Regions from separate parts of the Mus musculus genome. Here region 2 is linked to region 1. Evidence: chromatin contacts called from public Hi-C data. All regions are on one chromosome and are shown on one strand. The core of a region is the stretch at or near the end of the contact, and the rest is flanking DNA. Distances in the headings are between cores, read along the strand shown.

Region 1 (5,411 bases), core at 1,265-3,764:
TCAAGAAAAAGGAAGACCAAAGTATGGGTGCTTTGGTCCTGCTTAGAAGAGGTAACAAAAAACTCACAGGAGCAAATATGGAGACAAAGTGTGAAACAGAGACTGAACAAAAGGCCATCCAGAGATTGCCCCACCTGGGGACCCATCCCATATACAGTCACCAAACGCAGACACTATTGTGGATACCAACAAGTGCTTGCTGACAGGATCCTGATATAACTGTTTCCTGAGAGGCTCTGCCAGAGCCTGACATATACAAAGGTGGATGCTCACAGCCAACCATTAAACTGACCACTGGGTCCCCAATGGAGGAGTTAGAGAAAGGACTGAAGGAGATGAAGGGGTTTGCAACTCCATAGGAAGAACAACAAAATCAACCAGGGACTAAACCACCAATCAAGGAGTACACATGAGGGACCCATGGCTCCAGCCACATATGTAGCAGAGGACTGCCTTGGTGGGCATCAATGGGAGAAGAGGCCCTTGGTCCTGTGTTAGCTGGAGTTCCCAGTGTAGGGGAATTTGAGGCGGGAGTGGGTGGGTGGAGACACACCCTCATAGAAACAGTTAGAGAAGGGATGGGATAGGGAGATTCTGGGGGGAAATTGGGAAAGGGGATAACATTTGAAATGTAGATAAATAAAATATCCAATTAAAAAAAAGAGTTCCACTTCCATATTTCCATGTCTTCTGGTGTTGTGTTGGTCCTGGTCCTGTTTAAGCAGCTATGCAGTTAAAAGGATCCTAGGTGAAGCTCCCCTGCTATTTCTAGGAGACATACTTTCACAGCAGATTTTCTGGTCCTCTGGCTCTTCCAGTCTTCCCACCACTCTACCCTGATGTTTCCTGGACCCTAGATGCAAGAGATGCGCTGCTGTAGATGTATTAATTGGCAGCCCAGGGAGTCTTATCAGCATTGCTTGAGTGTGCTAATATGACCAAATACCAAAGATATGTGTCATTTGTATGTTGGTACATCTGTTAAGTTGGATGCAAATAAAAGACCTCTGGATAACAAACAATTCTTAGATTTAATATATGTATGCCAAAGAGCTCAAAAGAATACTGTTTTTTAAAAATCATTCTTGGTAAAGGCAATTCTTTGACTCATGTCTAATGAACAATAACGATCACAAGACATTGGGGCACATATTCTAGCAGGGAGGTTTGCAGACTTCTATATACAATGTTTTTTTTTAAACAACTGACTATTTTATTTAATGTCTACACCCACTTCCCAGAATAGCATCGTTTCCATTTTACAGATAGAAGGCAAAGCTGAAGCACAGAGAGGACTAGTAACGAACACACAAGTGACCCGTTGTGATGTGACAATCACCATGTAGCTATCTTTCACTTCTTTAAATCAGGACAGATGTGGGGGTGTCAAAGTGCACTCCTGCCCTGGAACTACTATGGAGGATCAAAAGGGAGAGTCTGTGCATAATAAGGCCCAAGTATAAAATGATGCTTAGCTTAAGGGTCAAATAACACTAGCAGGTTAAAATAAGCCGTTCTACCTAACTGTGCTGGGCTCTGGCTTAAATGCACACCTTCAGGATAAGCCAGTCGTTGGAAAGACAGAAGAGAGGAGCAGAGAAAGGCTCTATCATGCAAAATCACCTTTGCCTTGCCTTCAAAAAAAGACCTTCAATTTATTAAAAATTATACAAAGTTTTGCTTGACTATTGATCCTTATGCCTTCCACTGGGAATGTGAATAATTTTTAAACTTTCTTGATTGTTGTCAAACAGCAAAAATGTTCATAGGAAGAAGCCAGCAGATTATCTCTGAGCCTAAAGAAAAACATGAAGAAAAAAAAAAAAAGTCTTGAAGAAATGCTTCCTAAAAATTGTTTTCCATCATAGGATCCCAGTTCGATTTCCCAGCTGATAAAATTCTTAAATTACCTCCAAACAAAAACAAACAAACAAACAAACAAAACACAAGGGAGATTTTTAAGTCACTTCGTAAGCAAATATTAATGTGTCAGATAACATTGCTAAACATAATCGTGGAGCAGAAAGAACTTTATTATCAGGACAAGTTAGTACCAAGGGATCTTGGGGAAGAACTCTGGGTGTAGCTCTGAGTGACTGTTTTCTGTAATACCCAAGCTCGCCTCCAGCTTATTTACAATAGCAGCCAATCTAATAGTTTCTGTGAATATCTGGGGAGAGTCGAAACAAGGGCGAAGGGCGGGAGTGAGGGGGGGGGGGGACAACATCTTCTGAACAAAACATTCTCAAGGATACATGTTTGCTATTTTGTCTTATGCCTCTCGCTGTTATCACTCTCTTGTCTGACTCCTTTCCCTGGGCCGGTTCCGTTAATCCTCTTGAGGCTCCTCCCTCCTCTCGCTGTTTCTTTCTCTCTGGGCTCATTAAAGCTGCTGCAATCCTTCCTTCCCTCTGCCTTCCCCTTTGTAGAAATCTTAGAGACGGGATGTATATTCTGAAACTTCTGAGGGTTTCTAAGTGCCGCTGAGCATGCTCAGTAGCTCTAAGGGAAGGTTTGTTCTCCAGCAGCTGACCTCATTCGACCTCTCCAGAAATAGATATTTAACTCTCTGAACTCCTGTTTAAGTATAGGATTTGTTTTGGCTCTCTCTTCGTTTTTAAGGTTCAAAGGGAAGAGGCCAGGAGTCCAGGGTCTCACCGCCCACGCAGCCAATGAGACGCCTGTGGGTGGAGCCTGGCCAGCTCTGGCTGCTGAGGGACTCGCCCCCGGAGGATGCGGTGGAGTTTGTGCTTTGCTGCATCCGTCACTGAAGAACAAAATAAGAGTAAAGGAGACAAGCTGCAGAGCATGGGAGGCTGTGGGGTCTTCTGAAACCTTTGCTGGGCTTTCCGCGGAGCATGAGCTTTTAAAACGAATTCTTTTCAAAGAAACCCATTTGTGTAGCTGGAAAAATGATACACATGCTAAATGCAGCAGCCTATCGGGTGAAATGGACCAGATCCGGTGCTGCTAAAAGGGCTGCCTGCCTGGTGGCTGCGGCATATGCTCTGAAAACCCTCTATCCCATCATTGGCAAGCGTTTAAAGCAGCCTGGCCACAGGAAGGCAAAAGCAGAAGCTTACTCGCCTGCAGAGAACAGAGAAATACTGCATTGCACGGAGATCATCTGTAAAAAACCTGCGCCGGGACTAAATGCAGCTTTTTTCAAACAGCTACTAGAACTTCGGAAAATCCTCTTTCCAAAACTTGTGACCACTGAAACGGGGTGGCTCTGCCTCCACTCGGTGGCTCTAATCTCAAGAACATTTCTCTCTATTTATGTGGCTGGTCTGGATGGGAAAATCGTGAAAAGCATCGTGGAAAAGAAGCCTCGGACTTTCATCATCAAATTAATCAAGTGGCTTATGATTGCTATCCCTGCTACCTTTGTCAACAGTGCTATCAGGTACCTGGAATGCAAACTGGCATTGGCCTTTAGAACTCGCTTAGTAGACCATGCCTATGAGACCTATTTCGCAAATCAGACTTATTATAAGGTGATAAATATGGATGGGAGGCTGGCAAACCCTGACCAGTCTCTTACCGAAGACATTATGATGTTCTCGCAATCTGTGGCTCACCTGTATTCCAACCTTACCAAACCTATTTTAGATGTCATTCTAACCTCCTATACTCTCATCCGGACAGCTACATCCAGAGGAGCAAGCCCTATAGGGCCCACCCTGTTAGCAGGACTTGTCGTGTATGCCACTGCTAAAGTACTGAAAGCTTGCTCGCCCAAATTTGGTTCGCTGGTGGCTGAAGAAGCCCACAGGAAAGGCTACCTGCGGTATGTCCACTCCCGAATCATAGCCAATGTAGAAGAAATTGCCTTCTACAGAGGACATAAGGTAAGACAGGCATTAAAGCAACGGGTGAAATGTGAGACTGTTCAGGCAGCCACTGCACTGCCAGATACCATCTGTTGTCTTGTTGACAGACCCACTTTCTGAGCATTTTACAGTCCCCGTGCCCCCCGCTCCACCCCCACCCGCCGTCCCCGTAGCTAAATCATGCTAAAATACATGAGCCCTTTAAATCGCCAGCCAGGAGAGAATGAAAGAGTCCAAACTTCTCTGAAGTTTCATGAGAATAAAATGTCTATTCTTTTTTAAGTAAGCGGTCTTCATAGCCTCTGTTACTCTAGTGTGACTGTAATGAATGAGCTCAAAGGCTTTTTCTTAAAACTTAAGTACTAACTTGGTGAAGGGTTCTGCACATTGTGAAGTCCATGCACTTTTAGGAACTGAGAGTAAACTTCTTTGGATTGAGAGGGAGATGTTGGAGTATCCTTTGTCGTTCTTTTGTGTTGGGGGATGGGGAGGGGGCGAGAACTGCTTTCAAAGAAAAAAACAGTTCAGACACTTTTGCAAGACTGATCAATGAGAGTGGTGTGCAGATGAGGAAATGTAGAGGAGTGTCTCACGAAATGGCCTTTACTTTTAACTTTGGCTGAGGACATAATTTTGACAGAGATAATTAAATTTTGCCTAGGAGAGGAGTAAAAACTAAGATTAGCGAGGACAGGAGTAGGAAGGAGCACCGCGGTGCTATTTTTAAATGGTACCGATCTTCAACAGTCGAATAATTAGCCCAGTTATGTAAAATCGTAGTGTCTTATAGTGGCTTCACAATGTTGAGTATGGTATAAATTGGGGGTGAGGACATCTGAAATACAATACCAATGGTTTGGCAAGATAGAGAGGAGTATTTTTAAATATATTTTAATTTCCAAGCAGAATGGCGTTCCCTTTAAAGCATCAAGAATTATCATTGTTTCTTTCTCAATCACAGAAGCAATCCGAAGGAAAAAAAATCTAAACTAATTTAGGACCTCTATTCCTACTTGGTATTTGCTATGTGTGCCGTGTCCTGATTTATTTATTTATTTTTTTTGTTTGTTTGTTTGAAACATTGAGCTCAGTGTAAATTAGTAGATTCTTCATTCAAAAGACAAAATCTGGGAAACTAAGCCAGTTCAAAACAGTATAATTATACACGTTGTGTTTGGTTTTGGTTATTTTTGGTGTTCTCAAGAGTGATATGGGTTTAACAAGGCTTACTTGTATCGTCATAAAATATTATTTAATTTTAACATCTTAAATTTTAAAATTTTAAAAGTATAAGTTTTTCCCTCCCTCCCTTTCTCTCCCTCTTTCTCCCTCCCTCTCTTTCTTTCTCTCTAACTGTTGAGAAGTATACCCAATGCCTTATTATGCTAGCAATGGGTAGCGTTCTGACACTGAGCTAGGCTCCTGTCTCACTCATGTGTATTTCAAACAATATTACATGTACCAGATAACATGTTTTCATAAGTAATACTAAATTATGACTAATTCTGGTGTCTAGTTACATGTATTAGTTGTAGAAATGTATCAACAATGGCTATACTAAAAACAGCAAAATAATAT
Region 2 (5,411 bases), core at 987-3,486, 220 kb after region 1:
TTGTAATTCTTAGAAGCATATTACTCTATAGCTGTGATGTTGACTTTTCTGTGTTAGAGTGCAAAGGGAATTTATGATTTGCAATATAAGTCAACGATAGCATTCACTAGGCTGGATATTAGCTACTTGAGGGAGCAGGAGAGTATGTTAGTCAAGAATCCATAATAAAGTTGGGTGGCCATAATTCCAAGAAAAGGGATTTCAGAAGATACAGTAATATAAGGGCCAACTATGGTAGAGATTGTATACTATACCAGGCATCAGTAAGAAGGAGGACCACAACAGGGAGGAGGAGGAGGAGGAGGAGGAGGAGGAGGAGGAGGAGACCTAATGAGAAACGTGCTCCCTTTCCCCACACATCCTCTTGGTGTCTTAAATCTTGGGTCAGCCTCTAGCACAGTAGTGTGTGAGTGTGTGTAACTGGCCTTTTACTGAGGTTGGGTTTGTCAGAACTCTTCACTCTGAGTGGTTCCTACCTTTCTCCCGGTGTAGTTTCCTCCAGTACAGTGATTTAATGGCATTCATAAAAGTCTGCTGCAGTTTATTTGACTGGACTTTACTGCCTTTCTTACTGGCTTTTACTTCTCACTCCAAAACCCAAACTGTGTTCTATGCATCTTTCTATTTCAAATCAGACTTTCCCATTCCAACGTTAGGTACGCGAGGTACGTAGGACTACTCAACCCCAGGTATTCATGTAACTCAGCAGGAGTGACCTATTTAATAGACAGTAGTGTAGTTTATTGTGTGCAGGCCCTGGGTAGTTAATTGAATGATAAGCCAAACTCATGTGAATCTATTCTCAAGAGACTTTTAGTTCAGTGAGAGTGACAGATCAAATAAATAATCACGTAAACAAATAAAAACGGGAAATTACTTATGAGGAAAAAAAACCCACTTATATTCTTATTGTTCTGAGTATTAAAATATATGTAAAATAGGGAGCTGGAGTTAAATGTTAGAATTTAATAATAACAGAGCCCAAATGAGGTCAAATTATTTACTTATAACCTAGAAATAGGCCCCAGTACCAATCAGGAAGTTCTTTAATGAAGCAGACTGTCTAACAAAAACAGTGGCAATCATAAAACTCTTTCTAGAGGAATTTTGTTTGGAAATATTGCTTTATTTGAATGTTCTTTTTTAATCCTAATGATTTTAAAATTCCACTGTAACACAGACCATATGGGTTATTTAAGATTTGTTGTATTAAGGCTATTTTGCTTAAACGCAGGAGTCTAGTGAGCCGAAGTGTAACTTCTGTGCATAGTTTGTCGTGCATGGTAAACCCAAGAGGGAGCAGAGTGATTGGGATTTTCAAAAATTCACTCCCTGTCCTCGGCCACCTTCACTTAAGACTCCCAGGGCTCAGTGACTTTAGCCCTGACTATTGTCTCGTATCATTGTGCGGTTATGTCTGTAGGCATCGGGCAACTGGAGAAGTCGTCAGGCTTTTATGGTGAAACTTGTGGTAGACCCTAGACATTTTTTATTCAGTCAGAGCGCAGCCTGAACTTCAGACAAGTTTTGGAATCGAAGACCAACTCTGTGAGAATAGAACGCAAAATCACCCTCTGCTGTGCAAACGCCCTAAGCGGCAGGGGAACAAAAAGAAACCCAGAAGTGATGGATACAGCCCATAGAGGCAAGCTCACCGTGGCCATGGTGACTTTGAACCTTTAAAATTATTAGGATACTAGCAAGAATTAGATTAAGATACTAGCAGTGAATTTAGATGGGGAGTCAGAACTTCCCGTTTTGGATTCTTTTTCGTTTAGATTGTTCTGCGTTGTAATTAATTGCCTACTCCTGTGATGTTAGTTTGCTGTCTCTTTAGATCTAATACTTCACTCTAGGACCTGTTGTCAGTATTTCTAGAAGCTAAACTTTCTTTAGTCATGTAAACTTTTACATGGTTGGTCAAGTGGTGATATTGGGTTCTCTTTAATCGTCAGACAGGGCAACCTGGCTTAGCTGGGTGATTATCTTTTCATTTTGGGTTTTACAAATTGTTGATTTAAAAAAAAATCTGAGGAAAAAAAATAAAGACTTGCCCCTTGTTCTTATCTCATATTCTTTCTTTCTGTTTTTTAAAGTGTTGCCGGGAAAGACGATAATGCAGACACTGACCAGGAGAAGAAAGAAGAAAAGGGTGTTTCAGAGAAAGAAAACAATGAGCTAGACGTGGTGAGTACCGGACAATAAACACGAATTGAGTTGTAGTCATTAACTTAATTATGCGAACAAAAGGGAGGTGGTTACCATAGCCACGGTTCCCTCTTTGCCCGAGGACTTTTCTCCTCAATTGTGAACTTTGTGAAAATTGTGTATTCATGCAGATAGGATACCATGAGAGATAAAGAATTTTTTAAGGCAGTTATTGTGTAATAATCTGAAACTCTGTTAAGTGATTTTTGAACTAAAGGAAAGCAAAATCCATTGTCTGTGGAGGTGGCTTGGTGGGTCCCCTGGCATCCTTGGAAAAGCTGGGCATGGCCTGTAACCCGAGCTGGTGTGTCAGGGCAGATGGTTTCTGGGAGTTCGCTGAGCAGCCAGACTGAACAAAGGAGCAAGTTTAGATTCAATGACAGGCCCTGTGGAAGGGAATATTGTGGAAAATGTTAAACATCCTGCTCTGGCATTGGCATGTATAAACGTTTGTGCACACACCCACACGTGAGCATGCACACACAGACACACACACATATACAGAGAGACACAACACATATACCACACACACACATGAACATGCACAGAGACACACACAGACACATACACATATACCATACATACACATAAGCATGCACAGAGACACACACAGACACAGACACACACACACACACACACACACACACACGACACATGAGCATACACACACACACACCACACATGAGTGTACACACACACACACACACACACACACACACACACACACAGTCTTGTGCTTCTGTGGTGTGTGCTCCAGCATCTCTTTTACTGAGATTTCCTTGCCAATGCTGTGCTATTAATGCTTCCCATTTTAGGAAGAGAATCAAGAAGTGAGTGACCACGAGGATGAGGAAGAGGAGGAAGAGGACGAGGAGGAAGAGGATGACATTGAAGGAGAAGAAAGCTCTGATGAATCAGATTCCGAATCTGATGAAAAAGGTACTGCCCCCTTAGCACGAAGACAGAAAAAGCATATTGGGAAGCTATTTAGGTTTTAGTAGAAAACTCAATATTTTTGATTTCCTCACCAATGAAAACAGTCTTCATGACTTGTAAGACCACCCTAGCCTCATGCATGCTCTAGGCAAGAGAGCTGTTCCTTTCTGTGCTAGATTTGGTTGTTATGTGATTTCCACATGTCTTCAGTATGCGCAGTATCTGCTATTGGCCAGTGTGAACAGTCTATCTTTTTTAGACTATGGTATGTCCAGAAAATTTTCCCACAAGGCTGCTGAGTGACTTCTTGAATGTAGATAACAGCTTTTCACTCTTGTTTTGGGCCGTGATGATCTTTCAGCCTACTTTCGGGCTTTTCTTCTCTTCTGTGGATAGCTAACTATCAAGCCGACTTAGCAAATATCACCTGCGAGATTGCGATTAAGCAGAAGCTGATCGACGAACTGGAGAACAGCCAGAAACGGCTGCAGACCCTGAAAAAGCAGTACGAGGAGAAGCTGATGATGCTCCAACATAAGATCCGGGACACGCAGCTGGAGAGGGACCAGGTGCTCCAGAACCTAGGTGGGTCTCCTGCAGAGTCTCCATCCTTACTCAGGGCGCTGGAGCCCAAAACCTTAGTCATTAGTAAATGTCCATGACGTAACAGAAATGAGCGGTGACTTCTGAGGGCTCCGGCATCATTGTGTCCCAGGAACTGGGTGTTCCGAGTCTCTAAATAAATTCTTGTGTCTCAAAAAAACAATGCGTTTACTTCCTCACCCCCAGGCTCGGTGGAGTCATACTCGGAAGAAAAGGCCAAGAAAGTGAAGTGCGAATATGAGAAGAAGCTCCACGCCATGAACAAAGAGCTGCAGCGACTGCAGACGGCCCAAAAGGAGCACGCCAGGCTCCTCAAAAACCAGTCTCAGTATGAAAAGCAGCTCAAGAAACTGCAGCAAGACGTCATGGAAATGAAGAAAACCAAGGTACCTCGACTACTCCTGCTCAGCTCCGATGGCCACGGGCTGGATGTCTTGGAACAGAGCTGTTCTTGTGGTTCGTTCCTGAGTCAATACAAAAGTAGCCCATAATATTTACGGCCGGTTTAAGATGTGAACAGATGCTTCCTGGGTCTGTCTCTCTGATCGATCTTACTCTCCTTCACCAAGAGCACAAGCTAATCTCTAGAGTTTGGTGTAAAGGTCTCAAGCACGGAGGAACAGGGGACTGTGGGAATGCTTGCATCTGTTTCTATGCAGGGATCGATTATTGTTAATCGTGTACCCAAATCAAGTCGTCTCCTTACATAACCACATGGAGATGTTGGAAGACGTGAGGAAATTATGTTGTACAGTCGCCGTAGTAGCAATAGCCATATCTATTAGGTTGTTCCCTTTACTACGCTCTTGTATAAGCACTTTCAGGTGTCAACCTGTTGAGTTTTCATAGTACACAAGGATATTGTAGGTGAGAAAGTCAAAGCCTACAGAGGATATATAACTTGTTCAGGCTCACACAGCTACTGATAGTAAGTATCCAATCTGCATTGTAGAGCACTAATTACTTTGGCAAAAAAAAAAAAAAAAAAGAAAAAGAAAGAAAAGAAAAGAAAAAAAAAGTTGGAAATAAGATTACCCGAAACAATCATCGACTAAAATATAGAGTAGATGCCACATGCTTCAATATAAATTATTTGGAACAAAAGAACTCCCACCTGTGTGATCTACTGCATGGATCTGGTGCTGGAGTGATATTCAACAATGTATATCCGTATTTTAGGTTCGTCTAATGAAGCAGATGAAAGAAGAGCAGGAGAAAGCCCGGCTGACAGAATCTCGAAGGAACCGGGAAATCGCTCAGCTGAAGAAGGATCAGCGCAAGCGAGATGTGAGTGAGTCCCTCTGTTCTCTAAGAGTGCCCTGCTAAGCTGGGCGTGGTGGCGCACACCTTTAATCCCAGCACTCGGGAGGCAGAGGCAGGCAGATTTCTGAGTTCGAGGCCAGCCTGGTCTACAGGGTGAGTTCCAGGACAGCCAGGGCTATACAGAGAAACCCTGTCTCAAAAAAACAAAAAACAAAACAAAACAAAAAAAAAAAAAAGAGTCCCCTGCTTTATACAACAGTATTCTATAAGTGGGGGAAAGTTTTCTAACTAGAGTTAAGTAGAGGTCAAGAGCTATAAATAATCACTGGATATTTAAAATGACTTATTTTATATTCATATATGGATTGCAATTCAGGATAAAAGTTTAGGGCAGACTCATG

What was found. Hi-C and Micro-C count contacts between places; a contact is called where the count stands out from the background.
Region 2: a contact with region 1 is called in a Hi-C map of nephron progenitors, with 2.5 times the contacts expected there. The contact joins the enhancer-like site here to the promoter of Abcd2 in region 1. A contact is called at or near these places in 2 of 39 promoter capture datasets (liver and neural stem cells), 2 of 484 Hi-C or Micro-C datasets (cerebral cortex and nephron progenitors), 2 of 115 datasets of contacts at active chromatin or transcription factors (embryonic basal ganglia and embryonic midbrain) and 1 of 9 other capture datasets (liver).

The regions. Positions count from the first base shown.
Region 1 is chr15:91,189,110-91,194,520 of GRCm38.p6, reverse strand. Abcd2 (ATP-binding cassette, sub-family D (ALD), member 2) reads left to right here and starts at 2,514. Exons shown (of 10, transcript NM_011994.3): 1 at 2,514-3,851. The coding sequence starts at 2,913.
Region 2 is chr15:90,969,401-90,974,811 of GRCm38.p6, reverse strand. It overlaps Kif21a (kinesin family member 21A), which reads left to right. Exons shown (of 37, transcript NM_001109040.2): 13 at 2,097-2,187; 14 at 3,024-3,147; 15 at 3,541-3,729; 16 at 3,934-4,133; 17 at 4,927-5,034. Among named protein-coding and RNA genes, the nearest start is that of Gm36618, 56 kb to the right of the region's middle. Within about 2 kb of position 2,236, at least 22 of the 459 cell types and tissues checked have an H3K27ac peak or open chromatin away from gene starts, as enhancers often do. A contact at or near this core is called in nephron progenitors and neural stem cells, where this site is marked.